Linked DNA regions of Sander lucioperca: region 2 is linked to region 1. Evidence: chromatin contacts called from public Hi-C data. All regions are on one chromosome and are shown on one strand. The core of a region is the stretch at or near the end of the contact, and the rest is flanking DNA. Distances in the headings are between cores, read along the strand shown. Region 1 holds the start of LOC116051324 (protein SLX4IP). Region 2 holds the start of LOC116051362.

Evidence for each region. Hi-C and Micro-C count contacts between places; a contact is called where the count stands out from the background.
Region 2: a Hi-C map of muscle shows a contact between it and region 1, with 7 times the contacts expected there. The contact joins the promoter of LOC116051362 here to the promoter of LOC116051324 in region 1. A contact is called at or near these places in 2 of 2 Hi-C or Micro-C datasets (liver and muscle).

Annotation. Positions count from the first base shown.
Region 1 is chr15:14,697,984-14,702,563 of SLUC_FBN_1.2, forward strand. It overlaps LOC116051324 (protein SLX4IP), which reads left to right and starts at 2,692. Exons shown (of 8, transcript XM_031301652.2): 1 at 2,692-2,956; 2 at 3,695-3,752. The coding sequence starts at 3,726. mkks (McKusick-Kaufman/Bardet-Biedl syndromes putative chaperonin) reads right to left here and starts at 2,234. Exons shown (of 4, transcript XM_031301640.2): 1 at 1,253-2,234; 2 at 850-1,031. The coding sequence starts at 2,234.
Region 2 is chr15:14,828,560-14,833,026 of SLUC_FBN_1.2, forward strand. LOC116051362 reads left to right here and starts at 1,342. Exons shown (of 16, transcript XM_035992523.1): 1 at 1,342-3,044; 2 at 3,957-4,007. The coding sequence starts at 2,183.

The DNA of each region.
Region 1 (4,580 bases), core at 1,442-3,941:
ATTAGCAGTAGCTATTGCGACAGTGGCAAGGAAAAACTCCCTTTTTTGTTAGGAAGAAACCTCGGACAGACCCAGACTCTTGGTAGGCGGTGCCTGACGGCACCGGTTGGGGGTGTGATGAATGGTGGCAATAATAGTCATAATAAAGATAGTGGAACAGTGGCCACAATGGTAGTCGTAGTAGTTCATGTCATAGTAGGGCACAGCAGGGCGTTATGGGGTGTGGTGTGGCACAGCAGCCTGGGTGGATGCGGTTGGACGCAGCAGGACGCAGTCGGACACTGCGGGGAATCGCAGAGCGTAGCAGAGTGTAGTAGGTCCATAACGACAGCTGCACCCAAGACCCCCGGTATAGGTGCCACCCTATTCTAAGGCTCCATACTCCATACTAATTGAGCTTTATGGGGCAGTATATTATCAATCATATTTCTGCTTTAAGCCGCCTACACATGATCCACAGTAAAACCGCTCTGCATTGGCTATGCCACTATTTTCCTATGGGGAGAGCGGTGGCGACAACTCGGAAGAAGCGCTACCCTTGGCGTTGCGCCCCTTGTTGCCGCTGACCTTTCAAGGCGCAACCAAAGCCAGAAGCAATGATGACGTATACCTAGGCTGCGCTTTGTCTCTGTGCCTGCAATATGCTCTGTGCCCTACCTGGTGGTTTTACCTCTGATCATGTGTACGCGGCTTTATGGAATAATATCTAGTGGACATGCAAATCTTAGTAGGAGGGAGATATCCCTCTGATGTTTAGGAGTGAATCTATGATGTAATTTCCATTCCTGTGCATGGGTTCTCTCTTTACGAGTCAACAGTACAGTCGCCACACTCCTCACTGCATCTTACCTTTAGCTCACTTAACATTGTCTCGTTCCTGTGGCAGAGGATCATGGTGCAGATCGCCGAATCCCCAGGCGGTTGTAAATGCAGCATTGTCTTGGATCCAAACTGCTTAATACTGAGATCCCTCACCTTCCCGTAGGCCTTGGTTGGGATTGTGATGTGCAATGTAGCCACAGGTTGAGCCCCTATAAGTTAAATTTAGAGAGAAATTAAACACACCCTCACACACAGTGCAAAGTAACAGTACATTTTATACACGTCTCTGTAATTCAATATTTTTGGTATTTGGAAACTTTGGGAGGTTGACACAAATGTAAAAGTATTGTGGTTTCAAATGGATTGTTTTTATATTAATTTGAAAATAATGGATCGATCCAGCCAGGATTTAAGACATATAGACCCCTACCTGTCAGCTGCGTAAGTGGCTCCATGAGAGTGATTCCCAGTCTCTCTATCACTACGATGCCATGGCTCCTCAGGTATTGCTGTAGGACTGGGTGTATGACCTTCTGGCATATAAAGAGCTTCACCTCATCTTTAACCACCTGTTCACCGAGCTTTAGGAGCTGATCCAATATCTGCGAGTCTGTGTCTACACCCGGGTGCACCTCAATTGTCCCTCCCAGGTCAGAAAGGTCTCCAGCAAGAGATGCACTGAACACCACCATGCACATTGGATTTGAATGCAGGTTCTCTACCTTGTTGAGGCAAAAGACATCAGGCATGTCCACCAGTAAACCTGGAAACACTGCAGAGTTTAGCACAGAATGACCTTCAACAGAGACGGTCACTATTTTGCCAAGACTGACTATACCCGGGTTGTTACAGGGAACAGTCAGCAAAAAAGCTTGTACAGCCAACTTGCTGATGTGAAGTGCCTCTCGCTCGGTTAGCACACATGCTGGTTTGCTAGAGATAATACTGCGAGCTAATGTGATCAAGCTCTGGCTGCTGCAGAAGTCGAGCTTCACTTTACAACCACAGTCTTGTCGTTGTAGGTAACTAGTGCACAGACCCAACAAGTGCTTGTTCACGCTGGTAGCCACATTTCCTCGGAGACCAGACTGCTTTGCTTGCTCAATAAGAGACAAACAAAGAATGGAAGCAAACAAACCACAGTCACTGAAACGAGAAACGTGGTTGAGAATGGAGGTTTTTATCAGATTTATAAAAGGCTGTGATGAGGAAATGGCTGGAAGGAGAACTGAGGAGGTTGAGGTAGTTATAACGTGTCCTCCAATGTTGTTATGAACTTGTTTTAGTCTACCTGTCGGACCAATACAAGATCTCAAAAGCTGTCTTAGCAAATGGAGCCTGTTACAAATATCAGTGTTGCCCAGTGGTAGATCCGTACAAAGCGATGGAGATTTCTTGACGAGTCGAGACATCACTGAAGCAGCAATTTCTCAAGGCACTGGCAAAGCGGGTTCACCAACGTCGAAAACCCAACGTTACAGAAACAACAGCGAGATTAGCTTTTTGAGTAGCCACGGTACGACGAGTTGTCATTACCATAGACTGTATTATTACGGTGTCCTTTTAGACTGTTAGAAAACGCTACTTTGCGTTAAATCAGCTTTGCTTGCCACGACTTGGATAGTGAGGCTTATTGAATTACCTGACGAAAATGAAACATATTTGGGGATACACCCCTTTATATAATACACTGAACAAATCAAACAATGTTGATTTTTATATTACAGTGGCTATTTAATGATGAAAAATACCGTAGTTAGATACAATTCGACAACATAATGTCGAGGTTAAAACAGGCAATTTCAATACGCAACTCGTTTCCATGGTAGCGCACAGCGTTGGGTCCTGGTGGTATTCCTTCTCATGCATGGTTCTGTTCTCTTATCCATGGTCCTATTCGATAAACAAACTGAAGTGGCTGCTCTCACGACTAATCTAAAACTCAGTAACTCCCCACTACCCCGCACAGAGGTGGACAGTCGCCTTGCTACCTTGTTAATTCGCCAAAAGCTCCGACTCATAGTGGCTTTGCAGTTGTTGGACTACAAACTGTACAAACTTAAGGTGACGTCATCTCCTGTCGCCGCCTCATCGTCTGACAGACAACATCGGACAACATTCAAAACATTTGGCGGTATGACATTGACATCTGTTGTTATTTTTTTAATCTACTTACACAACGTTGTATAACGTTACACCACATTAGTTTATTAAACTAATAGTGTCATTAACGTGTAATGTGGTAATGATGGCTTAACGTTAGAGCCATAATTTTGTTTCTTAACAACTTGAATCATTCGCCTCGTGAGAGAGATCAGTTGGACCGGTAACCGTTACTCAATACGCCGTTACGTGACGTTACAATTAACGTTAACTAGCTAGCTACCTAGCTTGGATAGGTAGCTATCCAAGCTAGGTAGCTAGCTAGTTGGCTAAACTCTAAATAATTTACGGCGAAAATACTTTAGCTTTAATCTACCTACATTTGAAGAGCCCACGTTGGTCTTCACAACTTGATTAAGTTGAATTAAGGTCAAAACATATGACGTTAACTAACCAGTGCAGCTAGCTAATATAACTTTTACCATCAAAACTCTTTTAGGGTAAAGTTAAGCAGCGCTGGACTAACATTACAGTATTGCGTTTAGGTAAACCTAATAAATGGCAATGTAAAGAAATTAAATACTGTAATTATTACCAAACCACCATGTTATCTCTGCAAGTGCTATTGATCTCCTACAGACTAACGTTAGCTATCTTATTATAGACACTAAATGTCTTTTGTTAAGGTGATAAACTAAGCTTGCTGCCAGCTTTATGTTGTGTTGTTTTTACGGTGTTCCCTGTGTAATCCATGATCCACTTGTATTAGGTGAAACTAGCGGACTGCTGTGTTCACTGCAATGGCTCCTCTCAAATTTGTCATTAAGGTAAGTGAAAATAAAATATACAGCATACAGACCTCTGTAGTGCAGTGTTATACTGTTATTGTAGTGTTATATTAAAAAGTATTGTGTTGTATTGGGCTTTAAATTAGTTTTGTGAGCCTACCATTTGAATAAAGCTGAGAATAAACATATGAGAAATGGCATAAAAAAGCTCAGAAATATTTTAAAGATAAGGTATTGTGTTTTACTCAACATGTATATGTGTTTATCTGTTTGAAGTATGTTTTAGACAAATTCTGTAACTTTCAAGTTTAGATTTTTTTAATTATATTTGCTCAGAACCAAAGTTATGCAGTGCTGTTCCCATGTTACATTGTAAACTGAGTTTATAACCAATTTATTGTAATTCTGTGTGTCCAGTTTCACATTAAAATGTTTAACAAAGGTAGATGGTCTACTAATCACACAAAATGGTAACCAAAAATAAAAGGTTATTATCTGAACTCATGTTAAAGCTATAGTGCGTAGTTTCTGTCGCCCCCATGAGAAATTCTAAACAATGACAACAACACTGTTGTTGCATCGGCATGATACAAGCCTATCGTAATTGCGCACCGCCCCCACCCTTCCCCTACGCAGTTGCTAGTAGCCAAGGAGGACACGGAGGATTAAAAAAAACATGATGGACTCTTCAGAAGAGGTAATTATCTTCACTTGAGTTTCTGTGTGCGAAAGTCGCCGAACGACAACAATTTCTAAACACAGCCATGCTGAGAACTACAGAGAGTGTTTTGTGGAGCTTAATAAACTCATTTGGCAATGGCTTGAATGTAATGGACGTTCATTAAAGAGCTCATATTGTGCTTTTTG
Region 2 (4,467 bases), core at 92-2,591, 130 kb after region 1:
AAGGAGATGGGACATTAATCCTACATATATCTTTTCATTCCCCTACTGCTTATGTATATTCAAACAACATGTAAAAAGGATTATGACAAAACTTGATATTCTTGCAAATACCAGATCAAGATATCATGAAAGCCAGCCTCACTAGGCTGCGAATGAAAAGCACTTGTGTGGTTTAACTTTATCCAGACTTGTGAATACCAGAGGAGGTCGTTCTAAGAAGTGGTGGGTTCTGTTTTATGTCCTGTCAGTGCTGTGCATCTGCTCTCTACTGCCCCCCTTTGTTGGGCATGTAGTATTGACCAGGATTATGTCACCAACCCCTACTTCAAGAGCAAAACATATACAATATATGTAAATTGTATGATTCTGCAGTGTTGAGAACAAGTGTGCATTGTTAAAACATTGTACAGTACTGTATAAAGTTTTTTTTTAAATGCTTAACTCCAAAAATGGTTTTCAGCTGAGGGCTAAGTTTCCTTTTTCTAATGCATGTCCTCCTCACCTCTCTAAATGTACTGTAGCTCTCAGCTTGTGTGTGTCTTGGCCTTTTAGTTTTGCCGTGTCATGCTCAAATCTGAGCTAAACTGAACTCAAATAGTTTCTCATCTGCTGCTAATTCTGAGGCCATGTTTCTCCCAGTGGAAACAATCGTGTGGGTTTCTGAGTGACACGGGTATAAAAGCACTTTTCATTCCACTACAAAGAGTCTTCAGCCCTGCACTAACTCTGTCAATAGTCAGCTGGCCTCCCACTGAAATCACCTAGAGGTGTAATTTGTGCCTAGCAACTAAGTCTCTCTGGAACTTTACCACCTGAAATGCTCAGGGTGTCTAGAAAAATTTGAAAGCACTACTTTTGCTTCTATCTGCTGCCAGTGTGCAGACATTATACTACTGCACACCAACAAATTGTTTAGCCTAATTTGAGAATAGTTACTGTGTCTGAGATCAGCTTTTACTTGGGAAAAAATAGTCATAGTGTTGTTAAAACCCCAATAAAGGCAACCTTTGTGGTAGATTTTAATTAAATTAATTTAAACATAGAGCTGAGTTTTCCATATGAATGTGGGTAGTATAATGCATATACAGAAGAAATATATGAATAAAAAGAAAAAGAATAACTTTAAAACTGAAGGAAGTTAATCTAGATTTTACACACTCTGGGCAGGTAAACATCTTGCCTATTGGAAAGTGGCTTGTAAACACAAGAGCTACATTTCTAAAAGGGGAGAACCAAATGCTGATGTAAAAATAGAAGAAACTGAGTTAATGACAGAGTTAAATAAAAAACACACAGTAGCAGCTTCCTTTCACTCTGAAGAGAAATTGAAATATGAGAGGTTACTTGTGAAGTAATGTGAGTAATTATTCCCATCACTGTACTGTCACTTTATGGGCGTGAGAAAAACACACAGATATTATCTTTTCGTACAAGCTCTCGATGTGGGTGGTGTGGCATAAAGGTTTTAAGATGATGCTGGATGACTTATCATGTAGCAGAGAACAGGACTGGGCCTGTGGAATGAAGAAAACATCATCTGATGCCATAGGGGTTGTATGAGCCAAGCATCCGCCAGCCAATATTCTCACCAGTTTCCATATAGTACATGCTAAGTCTAAGTCCCCGACAGATGACCCATCGAAATTGAACACTGACTTGTAATAATATAATCACATGCCCTGACACATGCACGGTCATGTATGGACACGTGCAATACTGTATTACAAACACACACACACACACACACACACACACACACACACACACACACAGTATAATCATACAAATGCAATTTACTGTCCTTATTATTATCTACATTACATATGCCAAGATTTTGTTTTGGCAGGGTGTTGCTGTCTTATAAGAGCCCTTTGAAACCAGAGCTGTATCTGCAATGATGCTGCTTAACATATCAAAGCCTGCTGATTAAGCCCAGCATTCATTTCAAGTGTTCACCTGACCCGGCATGAATTGGTCCATTTATTTCACTCCTCTGCTAAGCAACACATGTTGCTGATGAGTGTTTGTGCAGATGCTTAGGCACCTATCACAGGGACAGTATTATATCTCCGAGGTGTGGATGGTTGTTGATCTTCTCTTTAGTCTGCAGAGGTTTATCTGATCAAACTGAAGAATGGTGTGTTTAGCAGTATAGCCAGCGTATGGTTAGGCAGCCACTGCTATGACAAGTCCAAATGCAGAGAAACAGCGGCCTCGTAGGCGCCCATGGAGGAAGAGCACTCAAAGTCTTACAGGCAGGCTTTTCTGCTGCTCATGTTGGCAAGGTGAGGAGAGGGACACTCTGCAGGAGCAGGAAAAGAAGATGAATGCAGGCCCTCAGCATCCACACTTGGATCAAGAGGAATCAGGTGAGAGGGAGGCTATCCAGATTACAGTAGAGGATCTGGGAATAGTTAACACCAGCTTCACCCTGTTCGAGGAGGACCCCGTGACCTCGAGGAACACCATGGCCCGCTCAGCCAGCTCTGTGTCAGCCTGCCGGAGGGTTCTGAAAAAGCAACGCCTGAAGCCTCTGTCTTCACTCCCTATAGAGTCCCAGGCCCAACCGGCTATCACTTCTACCAGTGGAGAAGATGATGAAGAAGAGGAGGAAAACCCGTTGCTGTTTGTGAGTGGCACTGATGGCACACCATCTTGCGATAGCCTCCTGACACCACCTGTAATTAAGCTGATCCCTCCCACTCCCTCTGAAGTTGTTGATGATGATCAGTTCTTTGACAGGAATTCAGAAGAAAGTGTGGCACATACATCTGGCAGTGATGGAAGCTTTGCTGCTGGTGACCAGGAGAGTTATGAGGAAAAGATGGAGAGTGTGGAGGCAGAGGAGTCAACAGAGGAATTCGCACGGGCTGAGAATAAGGTCAGTGCTGATTATGCAGCTGAGCCTGAAGAGGACCCAAGTGATGAGTGTGGAGAAGAGAGAGAGGCTGTGACAGCCAAAGAGGGGGACGAAGAGAAAAAAAAGCCCAGCTTCTTACGTTGCGCCTACCAGGTGGCTCCTCTCCCTAAGTACCCCCAGAAAAGTGAGTCTAACAGTGATAACATCTCCAGTGATGTTTCAATGAAATCCACAAATAAAACAAAACTTGTTTGCTTTCTTACTAGGAGATACTGTAGATGAGACGATTAATGTTAAATTAATTTCTGTGAGCTCAATAGCGAGGTACCTCCGTGATGTTTAGAAGAGCTTAGCAAAAACACTGCTTAGCTTTGTCATATGTACCTTCCAACGACTCCAAACCTGCCACATTTACCGGTTGTGTGTTTGACTCGTGTAGAAATAGAAAATGAGACATTGTGGTTTAACGAGCAATTAGCAGCAACTGTGCCCAGTGACTGTATACAGCAACTCCAAAGTCTTACCTTAACTATTTGAAATTATACATTTACTGTAACCTATACCCACTGAACAAAACCCAGGTGATTGTATTTAGCCAACAAAATAAAACATTAATTAGACAAAATGTTGAGCTGTTGCACAGAATGATTTGCACTGTCATGGCTTACTAGGACATTTGAATATAACTGAGCCATTGTTTATATTAAAAAAGGCTGAGCATAAAAACTTTGTAACACACGTTATAATGCTCGCCTAGCTGCTAGCGTGGCACGCCCTAATACTCTGCAACTGACTAGCTAGCAGTACTTACTGCGGATGTGCAACTCCCAACAAAGATGGAATAGAAGTGCGATGTCTCACTCTGTAGCTAAAACAGAGAGCTCAACACACAGGGTGAAAAGAGGAGCTGCAGCAATGTGCAGTACAACAAATATATGGTGTTTTCTGAAAATGAAACCACATAAACCTATTCTGGTACAACCTCTAAATACAATTATGGAACTGAAAATGAGCATAATATGAGAACTTTAATGTTCATGTTTTATTTTAAAGGAAATGGTCACAAAGGTTGTCTTGGTTTCTTTCTCTGTCATAGGAAGCTTCAACACTGGAATAAATCTTTTGTCATTTACTGAGCACAACTTGGGTGAGTTTTCTTAAAGTGAATTTGCAAGTATTTGTATTTAAACCTTTCTGCTTCCATTTAGGCAAACTCTAGGTGAGAGGTAAATGGCACCAGATGATGGTTCGCTTCATCCAGCTGTTGAGCTCATGTGTTGCCTCTTCGTTTTGATCTCAGTTCCCCATTCAGATGAAATTGCAGTCATTATGTGACATGGCTACAGTACCTCGAACGCCTCCTTTGGGAGTTGCAGAAGTTCCCCTTTGTTGGAATCCCTTTTTAGCCATTGTGTGTATATTCCCAGTGTGTGGCTGGGCAGGCGGTTCCCAGGTTTTGGGTTCCTGTGACTCAGCATGCTCTCCTCCCTCAGTCGTCTCTCAAAGAGCTTAATTTCTTTTCAAACCAGAGGAGGACAATAATACTGGAAACGATAAGCATCACTTTTGCCTATCCATTACATAAATGTGCTGAAAAGTTCTGACTC